2 separate regions of the Bactrocera dorsalis genome follow, and region 1 is linked to region 2. A link is a contact called in public Hi-C data. All regions are on one chromosome and are shown on one strand. Each heading gives the region's core, a stretch centred on a gene start, on an enhancer-like site or on the middle of the called end of the contact. The rest is flanking DNA. Distances are from core to core; before and after follow the strand shown. Region 1 overlaps LOC105225270 (ecdysone-induced protein 74EF). Region 2 overlaps LOC105225270 (ecdysone-induced protein 74EF).

What was found. Hi-C and Micro-C count contacts between places; a contact is called where the count stands out from the background.
Region 1: a contact with region 2 is called in a Hi-C map of whole body, with 8 times the contacts expected there. The contact joins two enhancer-like sites. A contact is called at or near these places in 2 of 2 Hi-C or Micro-C datasets (both in whole body).

The regions. Positions count from the first base shown.
Region 1 is chr5:38,678,728-38,685,033 of ASM2337382v1, forward strand. All of the region lies in intron 5 of LOC105225270 (ecdysone-induced protein 74EF), which reads right to left. Among protein-coding and RNA genes, the nearest start is that of LOC105225269, 66 kb to the left of the region's middle. Within about 2 kb of position 4,869, the one cell type or tissue checked has open chromatin away from gene starts, as enhancers often do.
Region 2 is chr5:38,636,214-38,642,094 of ASM2337382v1, forward strand. The region is part of intron 5 of LOC105225270 (ecdysone-induced protein 74EF); the gene reads right to left. Among protein-coding and RNA genes, the nearest start is that of LOC105225269, 24 kb to the left of the region's middle. Within about 2 kb of position 3,423, the one cell type or tissue checked has open chromatin away from gene starts, as enhancers often do.

The sequences.
Region 1 (6,306 bases), core at 3,619-6,118, 44 kb after region 2:
AGCCAGTTGACTTTATACCGTATACGAGTATATCGAGCAATATAAGAATTATCGTAATAAAATTCAGAAAGCGTCCCTCTATAATAACAGCCTGCACTTGTACCTAAAATGTATAAAATGGAGTCAATACTTCCCCTAGCCCTCATATACCGAATATTAGTATTTTCCAACTTTCGGTTGACTTTACACCGCATATATTAGTCAATATGTAAGATATCTTAACAAAATTAAGTGAACTTATATATTCTTCTTCTTCTTTATTGTCGTAGACACCGTTACGCGGATATAACCGAGATTACAACAGCACGCCAGTCGTTCTTCCTTTTCGCTTTTTTCCGCCAATTGTAGATTTCCAAGTGGAGGATGGAGTCATGTCTAGAGGTTCACGCAAGTGAGGAAAGTTCTCTGAGCGCCATTCAGAAACGATGCTTTTCCACATGGCTCTAGCAGTCGACGACTTCCGGTCTTAGACCAACCATCCTCTGGGTAGCCAAAGAACATCCGTTTGAAGGTGAGCTAAAGTGAGAAGGCGAAACATCTCTCCACAGGTAAAGGAATCAATAGCCTCAGGTGAGAGAAAATGATAATATACAACATAGTTTAATGCCGAAAATGTGTGAAATCAATTCACGAATCGCCCCAGTTCCCATGTACAATAAAACTTAAAATGATTTTCATTAGTCTAACAGACTCAGTTCCCAATATTTCGAAAAAGGTTAGACGAAGTTTCGGGTACATTTTAGTAATGGAAAAAATTAATGCTGTCAATCCGCATATTCCCCTAGCCCCAATATACGCGATATGGTGATTTTGATCTATCTAACTTTAAAGCTTTTATGCCGCTCAATATGTGTGATATTTTAATGAAATTAAGTGCACAGTTTTTGTAAAATATAAGGTCATGTCTAGTCAATAATATAGTTTAGTGCTGAATAAGGAATTTGAGCAAAGCTTGGCCTAAACCTCATATCATACAATGGCTTCCGAATACTCGACTTTTCCGCATATGCTCAACATACTCAATTTAGCTACTTCATTGAAATGATTCCAGACATATCTGTGTTTCTTAGACATTGCGAGAGTATAAAATGTTCCGTTACACCCGCCCTTTCTTTCCTTACTATTTTCTTTATTGATTTTCGAATTTTGTCTACGCATAACTTAGTATCAATCACCACAACTTTCAGTCGTAAGTTGTCTAAAACCTGTGCTCACTCTAAAATCACTCAAATATCACTTATTATTTCTAATAAAGACATATGTACATCGGTTGTAAATAGTGACTGATTGCGATAAGCGAGTCTATCGTGCCAGTGCACTGTGTGCATTTAATTAGATGTCTACTAGAAACTTTCAGTTTCGATTGCTTATGTTGCGGTAGGTCGCCGCTTTATCAATTATTTGTTCGAGTGGCTTTACGAGTGTTCGAGAATACGCTAATATTTGCACACCCTGTGTCGCCGCGCCAACAACACATATTACTAATGAAGTGCAGCGCCAAATCAGTCGCACAAGCAGTGAAGCTCACACCAACAAACCGCTGCCGTCCGTCCGACCAAGCGTCCACCCAGTATTCACTTGCTTGCTCGCGCAAATTTAATGTTTTCTTAGGCATATTTTTGAATTGCGAGGAAGGAGAATAAATAATGAATTGCATTGCAATTGCAAAGAGCAACAACTCAAACCGAAACAACAGCAACAACAACAACCACCTCATCGACAGTCGCAGCAATCGCTGAATTGTTGAATCGAAAAAGCTTTTAGCAACAACAACGGTAGCAAAATTTCCTTTTCTAGGTCTAGGCCAGATGCACAATCACATTCTAAAAATTCTCTGCTTCGGTGTATGCATGCAGGCAGACATGTTGTAGATTTGCTCTTTACGCACATTTTTCTTCTGCATAATATACAATTCTCGTCTAATTCTTTTAGTTGTGAACTTCTATGCTTGACTAAAGTTAAAATGCTTTCATAAGAGAACGCTGAACTAATATTTGTCTTATATCTAATGGTTCTCCATATGTGGTAAAAAAACCTTCTTTTAAGAGAGACAAGTGATGATAAGCAACAGCAGCATCTTAATCCAGAAGGCAATTATTTCTCACAAGAATATCTTAGTTTTCTAAGGGTTACTTGTCTTTATGGCGTCTCCATTAAAAGTAAAAAGTGCTTCCTTAAATAAAAATCATTACTGCCACCTTTTAGAAGCTACATATTTGAAGTACCTAAGCGAACTCACTCAACAGGCTCAGGTGCGTCAGACCGTAGGCGGACGCTCTTAGACCATTATTAAGTTCATTGTGCTTCCGGGTGATAACCAATTAAACAACACAAGGGTTTTTTTCCAACACAGCTGTCCAATATTTTTTAAGTTGCGGCCTTCATCATCCTCAGCGCTTGCTCTGCATTCCACAGCATCCACTTTTTCCACCCTCTTCAGGGCAGGTGTATTATTATGACCCCTACAATGTCACTAAGTTCTCTTTTGCATAGAAGTAGGAGCCTTTTGGTTTATTCGCAATCAACTCCACCACAAAGTAACTTTGTGGTATGCTCTGTGTTACTTGTTTTCCAAGACCTGTGGTATTCCTCTAGCGTCCATTGCTTTAAACAACTCTCGAATGGTCTGAGAGAGCTAAGGGGGATTGTTATTTCAGTTGCCCCGGAGCAGAACAGCTCGTTTGCCTTTTCATTTGCATATATTCCTATACATAACTGGGTACCAAAATGATCTTAACCGAGGTACCTACTAAGAGTCTAGTTATTACCTGCTTGAATAATCCAACGCAGCAAGACTTTGTATTGGCGCTGGGGTTGCCACTTGACTATCTAATAGAGGATTTATAGAGTTGAGTTGTTAGAGCAGAACTTTCATCTATTATGCACATAATTTCGGCCTGTAAGACGCAGTTGTAGTCATTTAGTTTGAAGCTACCTTTTGTGTATGGATTACTACAGAAGAAGACCGCTTCTTTTTCCATTTCACCCTTTGATACGTCGCTGAAAAATTAGATATCGCCATTGGAACTGTCGATTATAGAACCATTGGTCCATTCTTCTCTAGTGGGGAATGAAAGCATTGTGTTTAATTCCTCATGAAGCTACTTTTCTTTGTCACATTGCCAATTTAATCTGAGTATATTAACAAGCGAGGCCGCAGTCGGTTCCTGACAGAAGTACATGACGTGCTGATTATTTATATGTATATTTTATAGGGCCTCCGACGTTTCCATTTGGGCGTAGTAAACTTAAGGGGTTACATGGGTTTACGGGTTTCGATTTTAATTGTCTTATTAAATTCTACAAGGTCTCAAGAATATTATCCTAAATTTTCATGTTGATCTGAGTAATAGTTTCGTAGATACAGCATTGAAAACTTGTGTGCTCGAGACTAGGATAAGTGGGCTATCTTTAAACGCGTTTTTCTCGAAACCCTATTTTGAAATCGGTTGGCATTTCTTGAGAACTACTCAATCAATCTTCATGAAATTTTGCACAGGTCTTTGAGATACAATTTTTAAAGTCTTGGATTTTTTTTCGATTATAACTGTTTCAAAAAAATTTCTCGGAATTTTCAACCAAATTTTAATTTTTTGGTAAAAATGTCTGCCAAAAATCCAATTTTCAGTTTTTTTTCCTTCGTCCAAGTACTAAGTTAAGGTTTTAACTAAAACACGTAATATTTTCTATTTAGGTGATCCTGTAAGGAGCTTTCCGAGGGGTCGCCGGAAATGGCGTCGCAATGGCCGAGTTTAAAATATTTTTTTTTTACAAAAATTTCAGAATTTATTTCTTAATGTATGTTTGTAATAATAAAAAATTCTAATAATATATTTAATTTTTTATATGAGAAACAATTAAAAAAAATCTTTTTACCCGAGGAAACCCATGGAACCACTTAATATACGCTGGTCAGTATATAAAAAATACACTGTATTTGGGACGTATGTAGGTAAGTTTACATCTAATTTCGTAAAAAAAAAATGTGTGCGAGATAAAAATCTAAAATCCAATAACTTGGAAATTTAAATTTTTCACAAAACATTTTTTCGTATAACTTTTTTTTTTAATAAGACTTGCAGTTGTGTGTGAAATGGGGATAAACCAATTTAACCCCTGAACATTCAACCACTACTATTTCTTTCCGAACATATTAACTAGAATCCACTCATTATTTTCCATATTATTCCAAATTATTGTGTTTGTATTCATCAAAATATTGTAAACTCCCGGTGAAAGGGAAAATTACCGAAATGATTTTCTTTCAAAAATATTTTATGCGAACTTTGAATAATATACATAATTAATTATTGATTTCCTTGTGCATAAGATTGTTATTATGTAGAATTTCACAAATCTTCCAAAACCCTCTATGTAGAAAGGAAGTCAAAGGAAATATTTTTTAGGAGCACAATAGTGAGATCATATACTAAACATATTCATATGTACATATGTACACACTTGTATGTTTGTAGTTTTGTAGTTGCATATATGTACTTATGCTTATGTTGGTGTACATTTCGATTGGTACAATAGTACCAAGCTATCAGCAGAGTAGTTAGGCTGCAGTATAAAACGCCGAACGGCTGGAGTCTAAATAGAACGATGAAAAGCTATTTGTTGAGCGGAGTCACCGCAGTCAAACTGCCCCATTGTCAACGCATGTTTTAGTGCAAACACTACACTTTAAATTCTACAACAACAACAGTGGAGCAACAATAATAGTAACAGTCACAAAACTTTTGATTGTAATCGCCTAACTTGATGCTGTCGCAGCTGTATGCGACTGCAGCAGTGTCGTCGCTCAGTCACTGCCATTAACAAGTCTCATCAACCCAGTCCGACCAAAACAAACGCAACGAATCGCAACGAAGCATGCGTCGCGCATCCACTCATTGCTGTGCAGTAAGCAGCGACGCCAACGACCATATGGCGAAAGGTGAGGAAAGGCACGAAAAGCAAAAGGAAAGAAGAAGTAAACCACGTACAAACATACATGCATACATACATACTACTAGTCACACATAACAACATACATATGAACAAATGTATGGCAATGCAGGCCGGCAGTTTGTATAAATGGGGGTCGGTGCTGGGCGGGGCGCAGCTTGTGTGTGCGGCTGGTTACCGATACCGCCGCTCGCGCCGCACCCGCTGCTTAGTCCACCAATCGGTGTTTGCTATATATCGTCACGCGAGTGCAGCGAACTAATTCAAGGCTGCGCATACCATACGAATTGTTGTTGCATTCGGTACATATGTATGCATGTGAATTATGTGCTGTATCTTGAGAGGCAATAGTCAACAACAATCCGCAATGCGCTAGTGTGCGTGTGCATTAGTTGATGGGGCTACCGGGTACAAACATACATACGACCATACATACAAGCTTACAGCCAAACATACATACAAATGTATTTGAAGCAATGTGAATGTGCATGAGCGCTTAATGGAGATTGCATGTGTGTGTATGTGTATGTAGTGGTACATATGTTTGCATGCACACTGAGTGGGGCTAACGGCGGCGAAAAGTCGCACAAATCGACGAACAGTCGCTGAGATCGCCGCCTGAGTGCACGTTGTTGCGTTAGAGATGAGGGCAGCGCGCTTTGGACACACTTCGCTTGCCGTGCAGATGTGTGCTTATGTCTATGTGTGTGTGTGTATTTGTATATGCGTTTATTCGAAGTTCATCGCGCATAGCCAAATCGCATTTCTCGCCGTCAAGCGATTTTCGCTCGCACACCGCTATGCATTTGCTCACTGTTGGCGGTTGGCGCTATCGCAATTCGCCATTCTCTTGGGTCTCTCTCTCCTCTTGACTTCAGCTGCGACACTCTAATGCCGTTTTAACGCGCCCAACCAGTCGGTCGGCACACGCTGCTGCGTCATGTGCTAGCTCTGGTGTTTGAATGGCTATTTCAGCCTGCAGATGCCGTATGCACTAAACGTGATTGCGTTAGGCCGCACACTTACTTCACTAGTGCTCACCATAGTTTTAGTTATTTACCCCCGTCTCGTTACAGTATCAGTGGGGCATTTGGCTTTTCGCAACTAAACAAATAATGTAATGGCTGGGGTTTTTTAAATCTTTGAGTAGGGCGTTGGGAATTTCATGATTCGGCTTGGATAATTCTATTACTTAGATTGATAGCTTTTAATTGCCTGCCTGCTTTATGTATGTATATACATATGTAAGTATCAATGATTACGTAAATATGTAATGACTAAGAAGATTCTGTCCCAGCTCAATTGATTGTTGGCATCGAATTAATTTAATATAGTAATTTTGTAGGCCGAATACTT
Region 2 (5,881 bases), core at 2,173-4,672:
GGCAAGCGACTGGGCTGCGCCCACCTGCTGTGGTCACGGGAGTTTCCCGCTTTGAGAATTCGCTGAAGTTAGGTGGAAATATAAATTGCTGGTTTACACATCACGGAAATATGTAATAACATTATATCAGCAGTTCCATAGAACTCAAGAATTCCAACTATTTATAAGCGTCACGTGTGATCACACACATAACTACATACATATGTATGTTCGTTGGGGCGTATGTTATTTCCCAAGCTGCTTTTTTCATATTGGTACAGAATTTCCCGCCCTACAAAAAAGGCTTATATAATTTTAACTGCGTTTAACTTTTATAGGATTATTTTTATGAAAAATTTCACATTTTTTAAAGCGGAAAATTTCGTACTAGAATAAGCTTTTTCTAAAGTTATCGTTTATTTGCTTTTGAGATAATTTTGTTTTTTTGCAAAGGTTCAAAAATCAAAAAACTTATATTAAATATTGGGTAGTCGAAAAAGTCTTTTCGTATTTTGTCAATAGATGCCGTTGGAATCGTATATCTCCAGTGCTATCAATCACACTGTGTCATACCACATAGTGTTGGAAAGGTAAGATTTTATTAGTAAAAATATAAAAAAAAATAAGTTGAAGTTTGATTAGAAATGCGAAAAGACTTTTTCGACTACCTAATATACCGTAAAAATAAAGTAAAATGGCTTATTTACGTGGAATACTTTTCTTCCGTTTTTTTGAATATTAAGCCAAGTCAATTTTTTTGAAGATATCTCGTCAAATGAAAAAGTTTACCATACAAAATGATCGTTCAAGTTTGTATGACAGCTAAATGCTATACTAGTGCCAAGTGGTCAATTTACAACAATTTCTTCGAAATTTTTACCGCTACTTTGGACAAAAAATTTGAGCCGAATTTCCGAATTTTCCTTGTCAAATAAAAATTTTTCCATACAAGACCATTTAGACTGTGCTGCTTGTATGGCAGCTATATGTTTCGATCCGATGATCCGATCTGGTCCGGCGATTATACCGCTGTCTCGGACAATATTCCATGACAAATTTCGTGCAGATATCTTGTCAAATAAACAAATTTTCTATACAAGCACTTGATGCCGATTGCTTAGTTTGTATGATAGCTACTTACATATATAACGGGTGATTTTTTTGAGGTTAGGATTTTCATGCATTAGTATTTGACAGATCACGTGGGATTTCAGACATGGTGTCAAAGAGAAAGATGCTCAGTATGCTTTGACATTTCATCATGAATAGACTTACTAACGAGCAACGCTTGCAAATCATTGAATTTTATTACCAAAATCAGTGTTCGGTTCGAAATGTGTTTATCGACAAATTTTGTTCAGCGATGAGGCTCATTTCTGGTTGAATGGCTACGTAAATAAGAAAAATTGCCGCATTTGGGGTGAAGAGCAACCAGAAGCCGTTCAAGAACTGCCCATGCATCCCGAAAAATGCACTGTTTGGTGTGGTTTGTACGCTGGTGGAATCATTGGACCGTATTTTTTCAAAGATGCTGTTGGACGCAACGTTACGGTGAATGGCGATCGCTATCGTTCGATGCTAACAAACTTTTTGTTGCCAAAAATGGAAGAACTGAACTTGGTTGACATGTGGTTTCAACAAGATGGCGCTACATGCCACACAGCTCGCGATTCTATGGCCATTTTGAGGGAAAACTTCGGACAACAATTCATCTCAAGAAATGGACCCGTAAGTTGGCCACCAAGATCATGCGATTTAACGCCTTTAGACTATTTTTTGTGGGGCTACGTCAAGTCTAAAGTCTACAGAAATAAGCCAGCAACTATTCCAGCTTTGGAAGACAACATTTCCGAAGAAATTCGGGCTATTCCGGCCGAAATGCTCGAAAAAGTTGCCCAAAATTGGACTTTCCGAATGGACCACCTAAGACGCTGTCTCGGACAATATTCCATGACAAATGTCGTGCAGATATCTTGTCAAATAAACAAATTTTCCATACCAGCACTTGACTCCGATTGTTTAGTTTGTATGATAGCTCTTAAAAAATCACCCTTTACTATAGTGGTCCAATATTGACTTCTTCCGACAAATAAGCAGCTTTTGAGGAGGAAAGAACGTGAGCGAAATGTCAGATAGCTATTTTGGAAATTGAGGGAAATTGTAAATAGTCTGTATAGGCAGGCGGACGGACATACATAGATGGCTAAATCGACTCCGTTCATCATCCAGCTCATTTATAAATATATTTTACAGAGTCTCTCATATTTCCTATATTTCCTACGGGGAGTTATAAACTTCGTTACAAACTGGGTACATATAATAATAAAAAATCTATTATACTTGGTAAATAATGGACACCCTAACGCCTGTACATACTTATACTGGTTTCGCTGTATCTTGCATGTGACAAGGTGACAAAGGTAGCAACATTTGCAGCACTAAACAATTTGGCTACATATTGTTGGTGTATGTATCAAACTTTGCCCAATATGAAACCCATTTCCGTTTCCGTTCATAATTTATATCAAAGTGCAGTTAAATTTGGCCCAACCAGCTAGTGTCCGGTCAAGAAACTGCTAAGCCTCGTCATCGCCAACGCCATCGCTCATAATGAACATTTCAAAACTATGTGCGCTCGGCCAAGCTAAGAGGCGCGTCGGAGCGAACAGCAAACAAAAACAATGCGCGCGCCTTCGCTGCGACCAGCGAGTCCACAGTGACATTGACCCGGTTTGCTAGCAGCCAGCCAACAGCTCAGCAACTAGCCAAACAACTGTCAACTGGGACTAAATTAGTAATAATGAAAATATTTATTTTTCCCAAGTCAGTGCAAAGCAACAACAACAACAAACAAAACTGCACGCCAACAACAACGACACCCAAGCATATTTGTACACAGCATAGTGGCATGACGCGGACACCACTTTTTAAATTAATTGTAAATATGCAAGCGACGAAGAAAGCAAAAGCGAACTGCGAACAGCAAAATGAAAATGAAATCGAAATCGCAGCAAAAAGCAGAAAAAATATTAATAGAAAATGAGAAAATGCACAAGCAAAAGTGACGGCGGTGGTGCGGTGTGCGGTGTGCGGCATTGCATGCAATTTATCACGGCTGTGAAACGGGTTTCGTGAGCGTGGTCGTCGCTCGCCACTTTGCTTTCCCCAGTAGTGTCACAAAAACAAAAACAGAAAAAAAAACAAATACAAAAACCTCACAGCAAACACCATTGCACCAGCGGCAAAGCAATGACTGCCAGCAATTATCATCTCCACCAAAGCGTCGGTGCATTGAAGTGCAGCGAAGAAAATGAAAGTAAAAGTGTATTTTCACTATTTTCTATCGCCAGATGCTGTGATTTGGTATTAGTTGGACGCTTGAACACTTAAATGCTTGACTCTCTAACGCTGCCACTGCACTTCGCTGCGATGCATACTCGTACACTCTCAAATAGGCGCATATACGTTGGACTCAAACGAAACGTAGCGCCGCAAGTGATGCACAGTGGTACAGTGTCGCAAAGCACGACCCTAAATTTGCTTGCCAAGTGTTCGAATGAAAGACGGAAAATAGCTCTATAATGGTTTGAGAATATACATAGATACTCTTTCGAAGAAACATAGACTTTGCTCACACGAGGACTCTTTCCGTTGGCCAAACCAGTTTTCATAGGCTAGAGAATGACAGATAAAGATGAAGTTGCAATAACCATCGGTTTTAAATGAATATTGACATCAAGTATTAGAGAATGCGATATAAAAGAAAATGCAGACAATTTTCTGACTCAAAATTGTCGGACTCTTGTGACTTAAAGATTAAGCTCTCGCAAAGACTGGACTTTGAAGCAGTAAACTGGATGTTTAGATCTTACCGCTCTTCATACAACTTTGACAACTACCGGCCGATAAGATTTTTAGCTTTACCGCATGAATGTCTATTGGAAAATGTCTGGTAAGAAACCCCACGATGGCGGCAACATAAACTTTAAAAGCAAGTAGTTAAGTAGACAAGAGCGGATCGTTGACCAGCGCTTACTAATCATAAGCGAGTTCCATTGGTCCAGTTGTAGAACTCAAGTTGCAAAACAGCCAACTCGGTCCCATTTCGATATGATCGGGATTAAATGCCCTCATTCGATGTGATCCGGTCCAAAATTCCCCCCCTATCTGGCTTATCGGCTCTGCAGTTACCGCTGTGACCGGGACAAAAACGAGTCTGACCATATAATAGATTGAAGCTATTTATAGCGAGGAAAGACACTCCTTGACTAGCTTATCCCTCCAAAGAGCTGCGCACTTCATAGCAGTACTTATACTTACACCTGTATAGTTGCCTAAAGCTAAGATTTACGGAGAGCTTACAGATATCTCCCCATTCAGCTTTCCCTCCTAGTTTCAACCCATCCGTGAAGAAGCTAACTGCGCCAAATCTCTAACGATTCCTTCCCATTCATGTATCTCTTATCAGTATGTAAGCATAGAAAAATCCGCCTGAGACGCATTGATACAAGTTTTCAGGAATGTAGTTGAAGGAGGAGAATTCGGCTGGTTCTTCTTCGGACACCTTCATCAACCCAGCTTCCCTAAGCCTTAGAGCGCACTTCGCAGCATTGTTACTGTAGAGCACCGCAGATGCCAGTGAGAGCCGCTCAAGTTTCTTAATGACTATAGCCTCTTCGAGCGCCCTCCAGAAGACGCATACATCATGGCACTTTACACATCTAAATAGTTTCCTATATTTGCCTCTAAGTCACGAAGGTGTTATTTTTTTACATAAAAGTTCTAATTACTCCACTGTTGGAACGCTCGGTTCAGAGCGAATTCATGAAAGTGCAAGCGAACTTCGCACGGAGGAAATCGTTGAGTGTAGGCAGGCAGCTCTTCCTCCAACTGCAATAAACTTGTGAGGCAGCACTGCCAGCCGAGGCGGCGGCGTTTACATTCATGCAACTGGTTAAATAGTGAATACTCGCTGCAACAGCGATCAGCAGCTTTGAGTGCTGCGCCTATGGCGAGAGCGTGTGCCTACCGAAGTGCCTCCATCGCTTATTTGAATGACTGCGTTGCATCGCGTTTATATATACATACATACATACATACAAATGTAGGTGTGCAATTTCGCTGCACTGCAGTCGCACACATACACCCACCAACCTATTGCAATTGAGAGACGCAGCGCACCAACACTAGCCGACAAGTGCGTGGAAGCAATGTAATATATATATATGTATATTCATGCATTCATACATATGTCAATATATATTTTTATATTCATATTTTTGTATGTATATAAGTGGGTATGTCAATATATATTTTTATATTCATATTTTTGTATGTATATAAGTGGGTATGTGCATGAAATAGTTAATATGAAAATATGCGCGAGTGCAGCACACACTTCTGCATATAATCCATATACTTACATCGACTTACACAAATGTACTTATTCACATGTACACACCATACATATACACATGCATGCATGTAAATGCCCAGCAATGTGCATACGACGAACGTGTGGCCGCGAGAGAGGAAGAGAAATCAGGTCAAGGCTTGTCGGCATAGTAGTCGTCGTTCACAATTTATGCTTTGTTGGCTGCATTATTGCATGTTGTTATTTTGCTTTTTGCAATCGCTACGCTGCCGCCGCTGTGCGTTTACATACACTAGCTTTTATTGCTACTATTGTAGCTATTGTTGTTGTTATCGTTGTTGTACGCTTTATAGCAACGCTTTTTGTTTATGTATGTGTGTGTGTTTGGCATATGTAAGTTGCGCTGGGTTGCTTCATAGTTACGGTGTAGCCATTCTTTGACTTCTCTTGACTAACAAACACGCAAGAGCGTGCTATGCATTTGGCTGTGAGTGTTTGTTGCCGCCTCACTTGAGCTACAAAACTGCC